Linked DNA regions of Mus musculus: all the other regions are linked to region 1. A link is a contact called in public promoter capture Hi-C and targeted proximity ligation data. All regions are on one chromosome and are shown on one strand. The core of a region is the stretch at or near the end of the contact, and the rest is flanking DNA. Distances in the headings are between cores, read along the strand shown. Region 1 holds the start of Cep78 (centrosomal protein 78). Region 2 has its middle 150 kb from the start of Gm31331. Region 3 holds the start of Tle4 (transducin-like enhancer of split 4). Region 4 has its middle 73 kb from the start of Tle4. Region 5 has its middle 270 kb from the start of Tle4.

Evidence for each region. Promoter capture Hi-C pulls out the DNA fragments that hold promoters and counts their contacts.
Region 2: a contact with region 1 is called in a promoter capture Hi-C map of hippocampal neurons, with 7 times the contacts expected there. A contact is called at or near these places in 6 of 39 promoter capture datasets (the 3T3-L1 cell line, the C10 cell line, the HPC-7 cell line and 2 more) and 4 of 130 datasets of targeted methods (astrocytes, embryonic forebrain, forebrain and 1 more).
Region 3: a contact with region 1 is called in a promoter capture Hi-C map of pre-B cells, with 8 times the contacts expected there. A contact is called at or near these places in 7 of 39 promoter capture datasets (the 3T3-L1 cell line, the C10 cell line, the HPC-7 cell line and 3 more), 1 of 484 Hi-C or Micro-C datasets (large pre-B cells) and 12 of 130 datasets of targeted methods (SST interneurons, astrocytes, cardiomyocytes and 9 more).
Region 4: a contact with region 1 is called in a targeted proximity ligation map of embryonic stem cells, with 4 times the contacts expected there. A contact is called at or near these places in 3 of 39 promoter capture datasets (HPC-7-derived erythroid cells, pre-B cells and second pharyngeal arch cranial neural crest) and 3 of 130 datasets of targeted methods (astrocytes, embryonic stem cells and pancreatic cancer cells).
Region 5: a contact with region 1 is called in a promoter capture Hi-C map of second pharyngeal arch cranial neural crest, with 3 times the contacts expected there. A contact is called at or near these places in 3 of 39 promoter capture datasets (the C10 cell line, hippocampal neurons and second pharyngeal arch cranial neural crest) and 2 of 130 datasets of targeted methods (astrocytes and pro-B cells).

The regions. Positions count from the first base shown.
Region 1 is chr19:15,983,667-15,986,273 of GRCm38.p6, forward strand. It overlaps Cep78 (centrosomal protein 78), which reads right to left and starts at 1,323. Exons shown (of 15, transcript NM_198019.2): 1 at 947-1,323. The coding sequence starts at 1,214. C130060C02Rik (RIKEN cDNA C130060C02 gene) reads left to right here and starts at 1,409. Exons shown (of 3, transcript NR_045355.1): 1 at 1,409-1,626.
Region 2 is chr19:14,242,728-14,245,334 of GRCm38.p6, forward strand. No RefSeq gene overlaps it. Among named protein-coding and RNA genes, the nearest start is that of Gm31331, 150 kb to the left of the region's middle.
Region 3 is chr19:14,596,892-14,599,498 of GRCm38.p6, forward strand. It overlaps Tle4 (transducin-like enhancer of split 4), which reads right to left and starts at 1,292. Exons shown (of 20, transcript NM_011600.3): 1 at 477-1,292. The coding sequence starts at 521.
Region 4 is chr19:14,669,609-14,672,215 of GRCm38.p6, forward strand. No RefSeq gene overlaps it. Among named protein-coding and RNA genes, the nearest start is that of Tle4, 73 kb to the left of the region's middle.
Region 5 is chr19:14,870,043-14,872,649 of GRCm38.p6, forward strand. No RefSeq gene overlaps it. Among named protein-coding and RNA genes, the nearest start is that of Tle4, 270 kb to the left of the region's middle.

The DNA.
Region 1 (2,607 bases), core at 73-2,572:
TTTGGCTTCTGGGCGGGTGTTCATGAATGACCATAGAAGCACCACAAAGACTTGGCTGGGAGTTACAAAAATTCAAATGAAAGGAACTTGTAAATACGTTATCTGCAAATAACCAGAGTCAACTGTTTTACAACGGGTTCGTCAAAAATAATAGTTCCAGTCGGGCAGTGGTGGCGCACGCCTTCAATCCCAGCACTCGAGAGGCAGAGGCAGGCCAGACTCTGAGTTCAAGGCCAGCCTGGTCTACAGAGTGAGTTCCAAGATAGCCAGGGCTACACAGAGAAACCCTGTCTCTCAAATAAATAAATAAATAAATAAATAAATAAATAAATAAATAAATAAATAAATAAATAAAAGAAACAAATAATAATAGTCCCTTGGGCTGGAGAGATGGCTCAATGGTTGGACATACTTGCTGCTCTTGCAAAGGATGCGAGTTCGGTTCCCAGCATCCATATGGTGGTTCACATATGGACTCCGACCTCTTACCCCCTTTTCTGTACTCCGCAGGCACTGCACACACATAGTGCACATACACACGCGAAGGCAAAACCCTCAAATATTTTTCTAAAAATCAAAAAAGACGTCCCTGATTATTTTTTTGTTATACATTTTTTTCTTTCCATCTTTAACCTTCTCCTTTTCTGTATTAAACTTGCAATTACGAATGAAGGGAGATTGTACATTTAAACCCCTAAAAGAAGAGAGGGCAGGGACCATTTGCTAAATTATCACGCATATTCCCCTCGGGGTGCAGAGTTGGTCATCCTCGCTGTAATAAGGGGCAGTGTCGAGTTCTACTCCCTAGCTTGACTACTCCAGACAACGGACCGAGGCGGCAACCTGCAAGGGAGGCGGCGGCAAAAACTCCTTTGTGGCTAGGTGGAGGCCGCTTCGCAGGCTGATCCTGCACCGGGCTCCCACTTCTCCGACCAAACCCTCGCACCTCCGGACCGCAGAACTGTTTCCCCGAGCCACGGCTGGAAGGAGCTCTTGATGGCCACCAGCGGCAGGTCGCGGTTCACCCTGAGCGTGCTGAGCAGCGGTGCCCAGTCCACCGCGCGCAGCCGGTCGGCATTGAAGTCCAGCACGCCGTCCCGCAGGCAGGCGCGCACGGCGGGCAGCGGCACGGAGTCCTGCAGCGCGCACAGGTACTCGTAGTGCGAGAAGAAGTCGGCCGCGCAGTCGCGCCGGAGCTTCACCGAGTCGATCATGACCGGCAACCCCGGGGACCTCCACCAGCCGCCCCGCGCCGCCTCCCGCCACGCCTCGGGCGGTTAGCGCCCGCTCTGGGAGCCGCCGCCGCCGTTCTAGTCACCGGCGAGCTCCCGCGGGCGACGTGCGCATGCGTCGGCGCGCTCGCTGTGCGTCAGAGCGCGGGCCACGCCCACCCGGGCTCGCTACGTCCAACGCGCCATCAGCTGGAGGCGAGTAGATGCTCTGCAGTGAGCGCGCCTCTGGGTACCAAAAGTGAGGTGCAATGGAGTGACGACCTGAGAACCGGGCTTGACCTGAGAACTGAGAAGCGGGTTTAGCCTCGAGAAGACTGTTAGAAGCGCTCAACTGTTTATGCTTCCTCACCGAGAGAAGTCACAAGAAGAATTTCCCAACACGTATGCAAACCAGGTGGCTTCCTTCCTCTCTTCTTTGGGTTAGGCAAAGCTAGAGTTTAGCTTAGTATCCTCCATTGATGGTGGATATTTCTCTCCCTCTCTATCTCTCTATGTGTTGTTTGAGACAACGTTTCTCTGTATAACAGTCCTGGCTGTCCTGGAACTCACTTTGTAGACTAGGTTGGCCTCGAACTCTTACTAGTTTTCAATGTTAGTACTCTAAATAAACTCGAAGACGACTCCTGTATCACAGAGAGACCATAATTTCATTACGGTTTTATTATTAATGATTTTAACAGAGTTAGTAACATTGAGCATAATAGCTATGGAAAGTGAACTTGGGATTCACTCAGCAGTGGTTAAGTTGAGCTATTTTATTCCCTATGTCATGTTATTTAGTTATGCATTAAAATGAATTACTTTGAGCAGAAACAAAGTGAACTCTGGGTAATAAATACATCAGTCTGTTTTATTCTTTTTAAGGATTTATTTATGGGTACGTGCCTGTATGCTATCTGTGTGCAAGTGTCCAGAGTGACCAGAAGAAGGCATCAGATCCTCTGGAACTGGTGTTACAGGTGGTAGTGAGCCAGTCAGTGTAGGTGCTGGGAACCAGACTCAGAGCCTCTGAAAGAAGAGCTGTCTCTAGCCACCATTTCAGTTACATTTGTAAAAGATTTGCTTATATTTTTATTCAGTGTGTGTGTGTGTGTGTGTGAGTGACACGTGTACACAGTGCTTAGGGATATCAGAAAGGGGCGTCAGATGCCTTGGACCTGAAGTTATAGGCATTTGAGACATTTGTGACCCACCCACCATAGGTGCTGGGAATGGAACCCAGTCCTCTGGAAGGGCAGTTAAGTGCACCTAAGTGCTAAGCCATTTCTCTGAAATACTTTAAAGCACATTTATAAATTCCTGAGGTATGAGTTTGATTTTCTGTTTATAAGGCATACTATATTCAAGAGACATTATGAATGACAGGCTAAATGTC
Region 2 (2,607 bases), core at 69-2,568, 1.7 Mb before region 1:
TTCATTCATACCTTTAAAAAAAGCCCTCCTTCCAACAAAGCTTTATTGAACTCTGGTGGTGCTCTACAAATCCACTGGTAAGCACATGAAAAGGTAGGTTCCTCTAGCCCAATAGCACTCACAGCACAATTCTCATTGATTGACGCTGATTAAGCATATTTGATCAGACTATAAAAGTGTTTCCTAATTACCAATGACAAAGAAACCCCTTGAAAGGAAGCCATGATGAGAGGATCTGTGGGTAACAGCATAAATGTAATTGAGGAACCAAACCAACCCATGTTGTAAACACATAAACACAGTTATATCCTTCCTTACCAAGCCTGTGGCCATAAGGAAGCCACATCAGTTTATCCTCTGAGCAGCTGCTTGCAAGTTTCTGTCTTAAAAGCCTTTATGAAATTAGGAATCACAGTTCAAGGACCCAGCTCAGTAACTGACAGAATGGCCACTTTTGTCCCCTACCAGGCACTACTCTTCCTCAATGCACCTGACATGTTTATGCCCCAGGACATGTTAGTGTCCCCTAATACTAACTTACTACACTGTCCTGTGTTTAAAAGCTGTTCAATAATGCTTGAATGAGTAAGTGCTAGAATGAATGAACACAAGAATAAACTGCATGGTAATAATTCGTGCTTGCTAATTGTTACTTGAATTATTCACATTATAATTGAGTATAGAGAATAGAGTGTAGAGCACTAAGGCTCACTCTAGCAAAGAGGAAGCAGTCTTCCATAAGTCAAAGAGGAAAGAGGGCACAGAAAAGCAAATAGTGGAAACACAAGTTCAGTGTACGGCATCGTCTTCTTGACTAGGCATCTTCTGGTCCCTTGTGGATGATGACTGACCTTTCTGCCCTGCAGTCAGTATGGGCCCCCTATGCCTTGTTGCACTGACTCTGAGCCCCATGATTTCCTGAGCCCTGAGCAAGGCTCCTACGCATTAAATAAGAGCCCCCTGCGAGTGAGACAGGCTCTCATTTCTGCTGAAGGAAATGAATTCAGAAAGAAAATGATAATCTCCTGGGAGTAACACCCACACAGTCATCACTCAAGTGATCCCACGAGGCTCTGAACCCGACTGAACAGAGCTTCATAAAGCTTCCTTTCAAGGGGTTTCTTTGTCATTGGTAATTAGGAAACACTTTTATAGTCTGATCAAATATGCTCAATCTACGTCAATTTTGTACTTATTTTTAAACTAAACCCATTGTTTCCCTTTTTCTAATTTTCTTTTCTTTTTAACCTATGAATCTCTAATTTAATATCAGTTCCCCCTTCTAACTCCTTCCCACATCCTCTTTCTCACACGATAGCCCAGATGTCAATAACAATATTCCAAAACCATTTCTGAGTGACATCTTTATTCATTGTAATTTTTTTTCTTCCTCTTCTAAAAGAGTCTCAGGTCTGGACACTGTCTCAAGGCCTTGTTAGTTTTAATCATTCGATAGTCTCTTTACTCATTCTATTGATGGCTCCTGAGCAACTACTGTATGCCTGGCAGCATTCTGAGTAAGGTGGCACTCCAGCTTGTAGAACTTATCTTCTGATGAGAATACACAGCTCTCTCGAGAATACATTACAAAAATAAAGGCATGGGTAAAATTTGCTTTGGGGAGCCTGTCATCTCCCCCTTTCAACACATTTTTTGGTCTTCTGCTTATCCTTTACACCACCCACGGTCAAAATTTCTCTCTCCGTGGATTCCTACAGCTGCTCTATCCCCACTAGATCAGAGCTCCAGTAAGCAAGGTTAATCCACACTTAGAAATACCGTTACATTTAAACTAAATCAGTGTAGCCTGCATCCTAAAGCCTCTCAAATGAGGGTAAGTGTAGGGCAAGCCAGGAATTTGCAAAACCACAGGGAAAAGCCAGGGCTAGGGTGTCCAGCCTACCAGATGAGAAATGAGAATATAATAATAGAACTCAGAATATAAAATACAATAAAAATTTTAGATAAAATGAGTGGGGAGGAGTGAAGTTAACAGTTTTACACTCCCCCCAGAATGCTTAAGACCTGTGAGAGACAAAGACAAATGGGGACAGATGGGAGGGAGAGAGAGAGAGAGAGAGAGAGAGAGAATGGTGAGCTGGTGAGTGTGAAGCACAGTGGTCTGGATACTGTTCCATGGGGCCTGGATCTCTAGCCTTGGCATCCCAATGCTCTCCTGTAGAAACTTTCCCTGTTGATGAGAAAGCCACCTTTGCCCACTTCACTGGCCTAGGCCCATCTCTAGAACTCCTCTCATACTACACATCACTTTTCAGACATTGGGCCTTCCTTCTTCTTCCCAAATGCATTCACCTCATGCCACCCGCCCCAGTTTTGAACATACATACATACATACATACATACACACACACACACACACACACACACACACACAAAACACTAAAAATCTCTCCCCCCATTCTTCCCCTACCTTGGCCACCATGACTTAGTTTCACAAGATATTTTTGTTCTGGTCATTTGCTTTTTATCTAAATCAAAACATCTGGGTAGACTTGGAAACTGTGTGACTAAACAGGAAGAAGCTGTCTGCTATCTACTCTAAGGACCATTTTAATTCCCTATACAGTGTTTACTGGCACCTAAAAT
Region 3 (2,607 bases), core at 42-2,541, 1.4 Mb before region 1:
CGCAGGTGGGGGGTGGACAGCCCGCGGTCCGAGACGTGGGGGGGTTGGTCGCGCCGCTCCCGCCTCTCGCTCGCCTGCTGGGGTCCCGGTGCCTCCGGGCGGCCTCCCTCGGCTCAGCTTCTCAGCCTGGCTTCCGCCTCCCCCCGTCACCCCCCAAACCCCCGAGCCCCCGGCCCGGCTCTCCCATCCCTCCCTACCCGGAATCGAAAGTGGCCCGTCGGAGGCAGCCGCGCCATGGCGTCGAGCGGCCGTCAGCTAGCAGAGCGAGTCCGGCCTGTGGCCGCCGGCGCCCTCCACCCCGCAGACTCGCGCCGCCCGGCTCGCCCCCCTCGGGAGAGCCGCGCGGGCGGAGAGCGGCGGCGCGCTGCTTCCCGGGGCTTCAGAGACAACAATAAGAAAATGGCTACAAGTCGGTCGCCTCCCGCACCCTCGGAGCGGCCGGCCGCGGACAGGGCTGCGGGCGCGGCGCCACTCACCGGGTGGCGCGTCTGCGGGTACATCTTGCTCAGGTCGCGAATCATCCACGCCGCTTTAGTTGGCTGCGCCAGGCAGAGGCGCGCGGCTCATCCGCTTCGAGGGCCCCGCGGCGGCGTCCCGGGCCTGCGGGTCTCGCGTGACGCGGGCGGCAGGCAGGCGCGGCGGCTGGGCGCGGGCGGCCGGCTCCGCATTCCCCGCGGGCGTCACTGAGGGCGGCGGGCACCGTCCGTCCTGCGCCCGCCGAGCCCCGCGCCCGCCGAGCGCCGCCCGCCTGCTCGCGCCCCACTCCAAACTTTTTTTATTTGTCTTTTAATTGGCTGCTATTCCTCGGAATGAATGGTCGCTTCTTCCCTGAGAGCGAGCGCAAACTCCTTTGGTTCGGAAGAGGTCTCGCGGCGCTTGGGGGTTCTCTGGAGATTTTTTTTCACTTCACAGCAACGATCTTTTAAAAGGCACCTTTTAGCTTCTTTTACCACATTTCATTTCCTTTTCTTCCTTCCTGTTTTTTTAGCCCCAAATTGAAGGGGATTATAAAAATAAAAGAGCGAAACGCTTGCGGCTTTTTAAAATTCTCTTTCAAACTCTGCGAACACCACCTCAAAATAATACACGAGTGTGTAAGAGGGGGAAGAAGGCAGCCAACAGCCGAACGCCCGCTCGGAACAGCTCTAACAACGCGCTCTGTGTAGGTGACTTCTTTGACCAAATTTAGCAGCAGCTAATCATTAACATTCTGATACATATTCACGACCATCCGCGGAGGGCCCAAGGAGCATCCCGGGAGATGTAGTCCTCGCGCGGCTACTGTGGCCAAGGATGCCTCCAGATTGACTACAGTCTCCGGCTAGCCCCGCGCGCTCTCCGCGGCGCTCTCCAGGAGCCCCGCCCTCCCGCGGCGCGAGGGCGCCGCATCAACCAATCGGAGATGGCTGAACATTAATCGCGGTTCTGTGTTACTGCCCATCATTTCACCGCTGACAAATGGCAAGCCAGGAGGGCGGGGCCGGGCAGGCTAGGCCCACGTGGGGACAGGGCGTGGCGTGGAGCTCCGACCAATAACTGCAAAGAATTGGTGCTGGCGGAGGCGGGGCGCAGCGGCCCGCCCGGGGCGGAGCCTCGCCCTGGCCGCTGTTCCCTAGTGCGAGCGTTCGAACCGCGGAAACATTTGTTCAGCTGTCAATCAAAGTAACGTGGGGTGGCGAGCCGCGGCGGCTGCTGTCGCTGCTGCACTGGCTGCATCTTTAGAAGCAGGTTTCGGCGGCGATGGCGGTGAGACTGCAGGCCGGTCCGAAGACGCCCTCCGAGGCTCATCTCCCGTTCGACGCGGAGCCCAGGCCTGGCGACCGCGCGGGGGTGCGCACTAATTAGGGCCCGATGTCTCCGTAAAGAGACAAGCTCGGCCTTGTGCAACGCGCCGAAACCCCTGTTGAGACAAGAGAGGGAGGATCGCGCTGATCCCACTCCGTGCGGTTCACATCCATTTTACGCGCTGCTGGAGCCGGCATAATTTTCCGCGTGAGCGCGGACGCCGTCGGCCCGGTTTAGAGCCGCAGCCGGGAGGCGTGCACTGGGCCGGTCCCAGAGCTTCCCGGCCGGCAGACTCTTGACATTCCCTTTCTTTAGAGGCACCAGTCAACTTACTCCGGGGTTGAAAGAGGGTCCGAGTGTGGACCGTCGGGCCTTGGGCTTGTGATGGCCTACGGAAGAGGGTCAGAACCCGGGAGTGGCAGCCCGCCCGAGGCAGTTTTGAGACTTGGCGGGTGTTGGGAGCCTTAAGGCTGAGCTAAGGAACCTCTGACCCCTGGGCAATCAAAAGAATTCGGAAAAAGTCAAGCAGGATTGTAGCCAAGGCTGCTGTGTTTGGGACATTCATTTCTGAGTCCCACCTTAACTCGAAGTGCAGGCTAATACGGTGCTGTTGGTTCAACAAATGTGGGAAAAACGTTTTTCCTAATGATAGCGCTTTCCACGACAGAGGAACCGGTAGCTTAATGCCCAATTCAAGGCGTTCTGTGGGCCTCACTAGTACTGGCCACTGAGGACACCGAGGCAAAGAAAGACTGCAGTAGTCTTGCTAAAAATCCAGAACTGAGGCTCATACAATGCCTCCGTTCTGTAAATTTAATTTCC
Region 4 (2,607 bases), core at 68-2,567, 1.3 Mb before region 1:
AACCAAACCAAAACAACAACAACAACAACAACAACAACAACAACAACAAAACCATTAGACCAGAGCAGGGCTGGTCTTTGCACCCTAACCTGTGTTAATCTGTGAATAGCTGAATGGGTATTTGAGTCCATTTTCCTCATTTGGAAGTTGAAAATAACACTACAAATAAAAATCACATCTAGAGCAGGGCGTGGTGGTGCACGCCTTTAATCCCAGCATTTGGGAGGCAGAGGCAGGTGGATTTCTGAGTTCGAGGCCAGCCTGGTCTACAAAGTAAGTTCCAGGACAGCCAGGACTATACAGAGAAACCCTGTCTCAAAAAAAAAAAAAAAAAAAAAAAAAAAATCACATCTATTTATTTTCCTTTAAAACCTACATTAAACAAGACAGGGCTTTAACCACCACTTTATGTGTAAGGGAAAAATCAGAGTTTATCTATTGTACCCAATGATACATGACCATACAGTGCTAGATTTTAGACAGATTCTCCCAGATTTGTAACCCAGACCCAGGCAAGGACATAGTGAAGACACTCAAGATGTCCTGTACATATGGAGAATGCCAACCTGTTGACCCATTTCAGAAGCACCCTCACCAGGATTTGGCCTGACATGTGAAAAGAGAGGGTGGTTTCAAAATAATGTCCTAAACATCCTTCTTTGAGGGCGTGAGGGAACGAGAGCCTTTGTGTTCCTTTAAATGTGCGAGTAATAAAGAATAAACAGAACAAGCCCTTGTGGTTTGTTTAGTTTTGAAATCATTCCAGTACAATTTGCAATAAAAACGGCTTTCATTTTTAAGTGATCAAAGCAGTGCACGATCCAGTCAGGTCAGCCACTGCACCAAGCTGGAGCCGTACAAACACGCAAGAGTGGCCCAGCACACCCGAGATGCTCCAAAGATCCCACGGCAGTTAAAAAAAATAAACACGTACAGAGACCATGGGCTGGAAGATGACTACCAGGCAAGCAAGCAGAATCTAAAAGTCTGCTGTCATTTACGGCTCTAGTTTTGATTATAATTAGGAAGAACAGTTTGAAATGTATTGCTTTCTCTCCCCTTCTCTCCTCTGGAATCTGCTCCCCCCCCCCCCCGCCCCGCCCTCCCCTAGAGGGCAGTTTGCTGCTGAGGAACCTAATTTTCTTTTAGTCATGGAGGCCTATTGTGGCCCTCTGAGGAAAGTCCTGCATATTCACAAAGCTTTCTGGCTTCTCTTGAGTCCATTTAGGTGTCAGCAGGGCAACTGGACTCAGCCAAAAGGTTAAACAGACCACCAAGAGCTCAGCTTTAAGCACTTTCTTTCTTAGTCACTCCAAACCCAATGGTTGCTGCCCCAGAGCAGGGATAATGGCCACAGTGTGCATGTCTGCCAAGTGCAAACACACAGTCCTACAAAGAAGAAAAGGAGAATGACCTTCTGTAAAACACAGAATTTTTAATCAGCCTTTCAGCCAGTTGCATTTGTGTGTTATGTACCCCTTTGCAAAACATTTCCATTCATTCCCACTCGGTAACCACGGAAGGTTGGGATCTAACAGGCAATTGTTTGAAGCAGATGGACGGGAAGGGCTATTTTAATGCACATAGCAGGAACCCCGATAATCACTGCTATCACCCACTTCCCTTCCTCTCCTCTTTGCAGTAGTAAAACAGACCTGGAGACAGCAGGCTGGTCGTTTGAAGTCATTGCACTCACATCTTTTAGTGGGTACCAACTCTGGGATATTTTCATCTGCAAATTTTTGAATCTTAAAATGATTCCCTGCCAATGCCGTCAAGGGGTTTCTTTATGGATGGATGTCCTTGGAAAGATAAGTAATAGGGCCTAGCCTTGATTTTCACCGTTTGACTGCTAAGGAAACTTGCTACAATGAGACTTACTTCTGTCTGAGTGCTCTTGTGAAGGGAGAGAGGGTGGTGAAGACCATAGAGTCTGGAGTCCCATCTGATTCTCTGTACTGCCACTTCCTGTTAGATTCATGACCCTTGGTATCTTGCTAAGGAAGCCCCGCTATGTCTCAGATTTCTCCTCTATAAAATAGAAAAATGAAGTCTACATTATAGGTGAAGGCTCAACTGAGGTAATTCAGAAGACAATTATCATAACACTATCTCCCTCTGGATCTGCAGGGCCTGATTTTGTGGGACTCAACCAATCTTGAATCAACAATGGCAAGAATTTGCTGTAAGACCTATTACAAGCTGTTCTTCATATCATCATTCTTTAAATACTGTATCATAGCAAAGACTGGCGTAATATCCCATTTGGTACTAGAAGTAATCTAGAGATAATCCAAAGCATGGGGAGATATACAAAAATATATGGAAAAGGTATACTATCTTGTAAACAGGGACTTGGGCATCCTTAGATTTTGGTATGTATGGGAGACATGGAGTCACATCCAATGTATTATTGTCTAAATGGAAAAATCAGCCAAGTACTAATGAAAGGTAGGATCTAGTGACAAAATTCTGTTGTTATTTTTAGTCATTACTAAGGAATCAGACTCAGTTATGGTGAGCCTTTCCAAGGATTTGGCCAGGTAAGCGTGGAAATCATGTTTTCACACGATGATGGTTCACTTATAATCTCATTCGTAACATCAC
Region 5 (2,607 bases), core at 34-2,533, 1.1 Mb before region 1:
AGCTGGTGTGTGCTGCCTGCATTTTTGTCTTCTGCCCATGAGATGGTTTGTGCTGAAGGGAGATCAGTGACTCCTGTGACTTCCCTCCTACCTTCTCATCCCTGAAGTTCAATCTTTTATTCTTGCCCATTGAGACACTTTGCCAATCCTGTAGTTTTTCAAGTCTCTTTGATATTCAGATAATCTAATTTCTGGGTTTTTCAAATCCAACTAAATCTTAACCAAACTTCAACCTCTTATTCAAAAACCTCTCTCCTTTCTCAACTCCAGTCTCTACTCAGGCTCTGGAAAGAGCTGTGAGGAAAAGTATTGCTCTGTTGGTGCTTCTTTCTCTGGGGCTAAATCAACAAGAAGCAATAGGGGGCAGACCTCAGTGGCATTTGGCAGGGTGCTGGTTTATGCTTCTTAGCAATTGAATACCACTTAAGGCACATGTCCAAATTCCATGTGAAAGGGTTTAAAGTGTTCTTCATGTCTTTGTCCCTGACACTACTTCACCTCTGACTTTGATTCTCCTATCTCTCTGCCAAATCTCCCCTTATATTTCTGTTCCAAATTCTAACTCTGTGTGTGTGTGTGTGTGTGTCTGTCTGTCTGTCTGTCTGTCTTTCTCTCTGTCTCTCTGTGTCTTTTCCTCTCTCTCTGTCTCTTTCACATTTGTGGGACCCTAGGCAGAAGTATAAACAAAACTCCAAACTGCATAGTCAGCCCGTTTGACCATCCAAGTCAAGTTAAAAATGGTTTGATAAAACATGTTGTGTTCGCCATCCTTAAAACTAATGCCTTCATAAGAGCAGAGGATTTGAGAGTCTAAGGTCTAAGGCAGGAATCCTTCATGCCTTGGTCTAAGGAGCTCTACTGTCCTTGAGCATGGTCAACTCATACCCACATGCCTTTTCAGCCTTCAGTTTGCTCAGAGAGAAACTCACACTATTTCATACTCAAGCCTGGAAGGGTTGGCTGCTCCTAAGTGTCTGGTAGCTGTGTGGCTGGGGTTGTCGATAAGAAACCTGCCTCCCTTCAATCTGGTAGCTTACTTGCACCTTCAAGGAGAGCCTTTGCTACTCATGAAAATAGCTTGTCTTCACTACTGTGTCTGCAGTACTTTGAATATGCTTGGGACATGATAGGGACAGTCTAAATTTGTTGAATAACTGGAGCAGTAGAAAACATCCTGTTCTTCCCCTCCTGAGGAATTTCCTTAGACAACAGTATTCTGATGCCCATGCCTGCCCACCACACTGATTATTCTCCTCAATTCGTCCCTAGGCTCTCATTTGTGGTGATGAGCTATGAGTCATCAAGTCATTTAAAGCCACCTCTTAGCTCTGCATGGATGAGCAGTGGGAGGTACCAACTGCTTTCTTGGGCTTTAACTGGAATCTTAAGGCAACAGGAAATGCTTCATTTAACAAGTTCTGTGTGATTTGCCTGGTTCATGTCACTTTAGCTGCAGAGGGTAGATTTGAACCCAGCATTAACTGCTTTCAACGAGACAAACGTTCTCACTAGACCAGGCTGCACTGGAAACCATGGTAACAAGTCAGGCAGGGAGCCTGCCTATGGGAGCCTGCATCAGTGCAGTGCAAGTCTCTCTGCAGCCCAGGGCAGCGTGATTGCTGACTGCTCAGATCAAATCACTGGCTTAGTGACACACAACTGTTTCAGTATCTCATTTGGCGGCTGCTTTATGTTCACTGTCAGATGCTGGACTCAGGGGATTGGGGGAAGCGCCCCCAGCTTGTTTGAAAGTTCAGTCAGTGGTTGCACAGATGACTTGAGACCGTTTCTGTGATCAGCTGTTCTGTGATTTGCACAATTAGAACAGCTTTCTTGCCGGAAGCCTTTGAAGAACAATTACAAAAACAAATAGCAGTCACAGTAGCAGAAGTCATAGCAGCAGAAAGAAAAGAAAAAAAAAAGGAAAGAAGACAGACAGAAGTACCAAACAAGACAGATGCCCCTCCTCCACCCTGCCAGGACCATGCACATCCTTTTGTGGAAATGTTTTCATGCCAGGCCTCAAAGGGTCAACCTTATTAAGAAAAATAGCAGTTAGCTTCCTATGCAATTACCACAATACATTGTAAACCATTATTCTGTAATTTTTCAGAAATGAATAACTAGAAGAATTCTCTCTCTGGAAATCTATTAACATTTGGACAACAAAGCCAGCAGTGATGTGAAAGGCATGGCTGATTGGAATGGCATGGGGGCAGTCCCTTGCTCATCTGCCTTGCCTGGATGCTGGTCCCACAAACAGCAGCCTTTTCCCTGTCCTCTGATCCTGATGGTATCTTCTTTTCCTTTTTTTCTCCATGTTTTATTATCTAACTGTGCTTGAATGAGAACATTCTAGATCCTGGTAATCAACTCCCTAACACTACCGGGGTACATTATAATTTACCACATTAGAAAACAGCCTACCTCACTTTGTAGACAGGAGACTACAAGGGATTAAGAGGTCAAGACACAAAACAAACTGGAAAGCCATGTCAGAACGCTCTTCAGACCATCTTCTTTCATATAATTCCAACATGCGTCCTCTAGCTTCTCAGGTTACAGTGTGTCTCACCCAGAGTTTATTTGTAGTAAATAAACACAGAG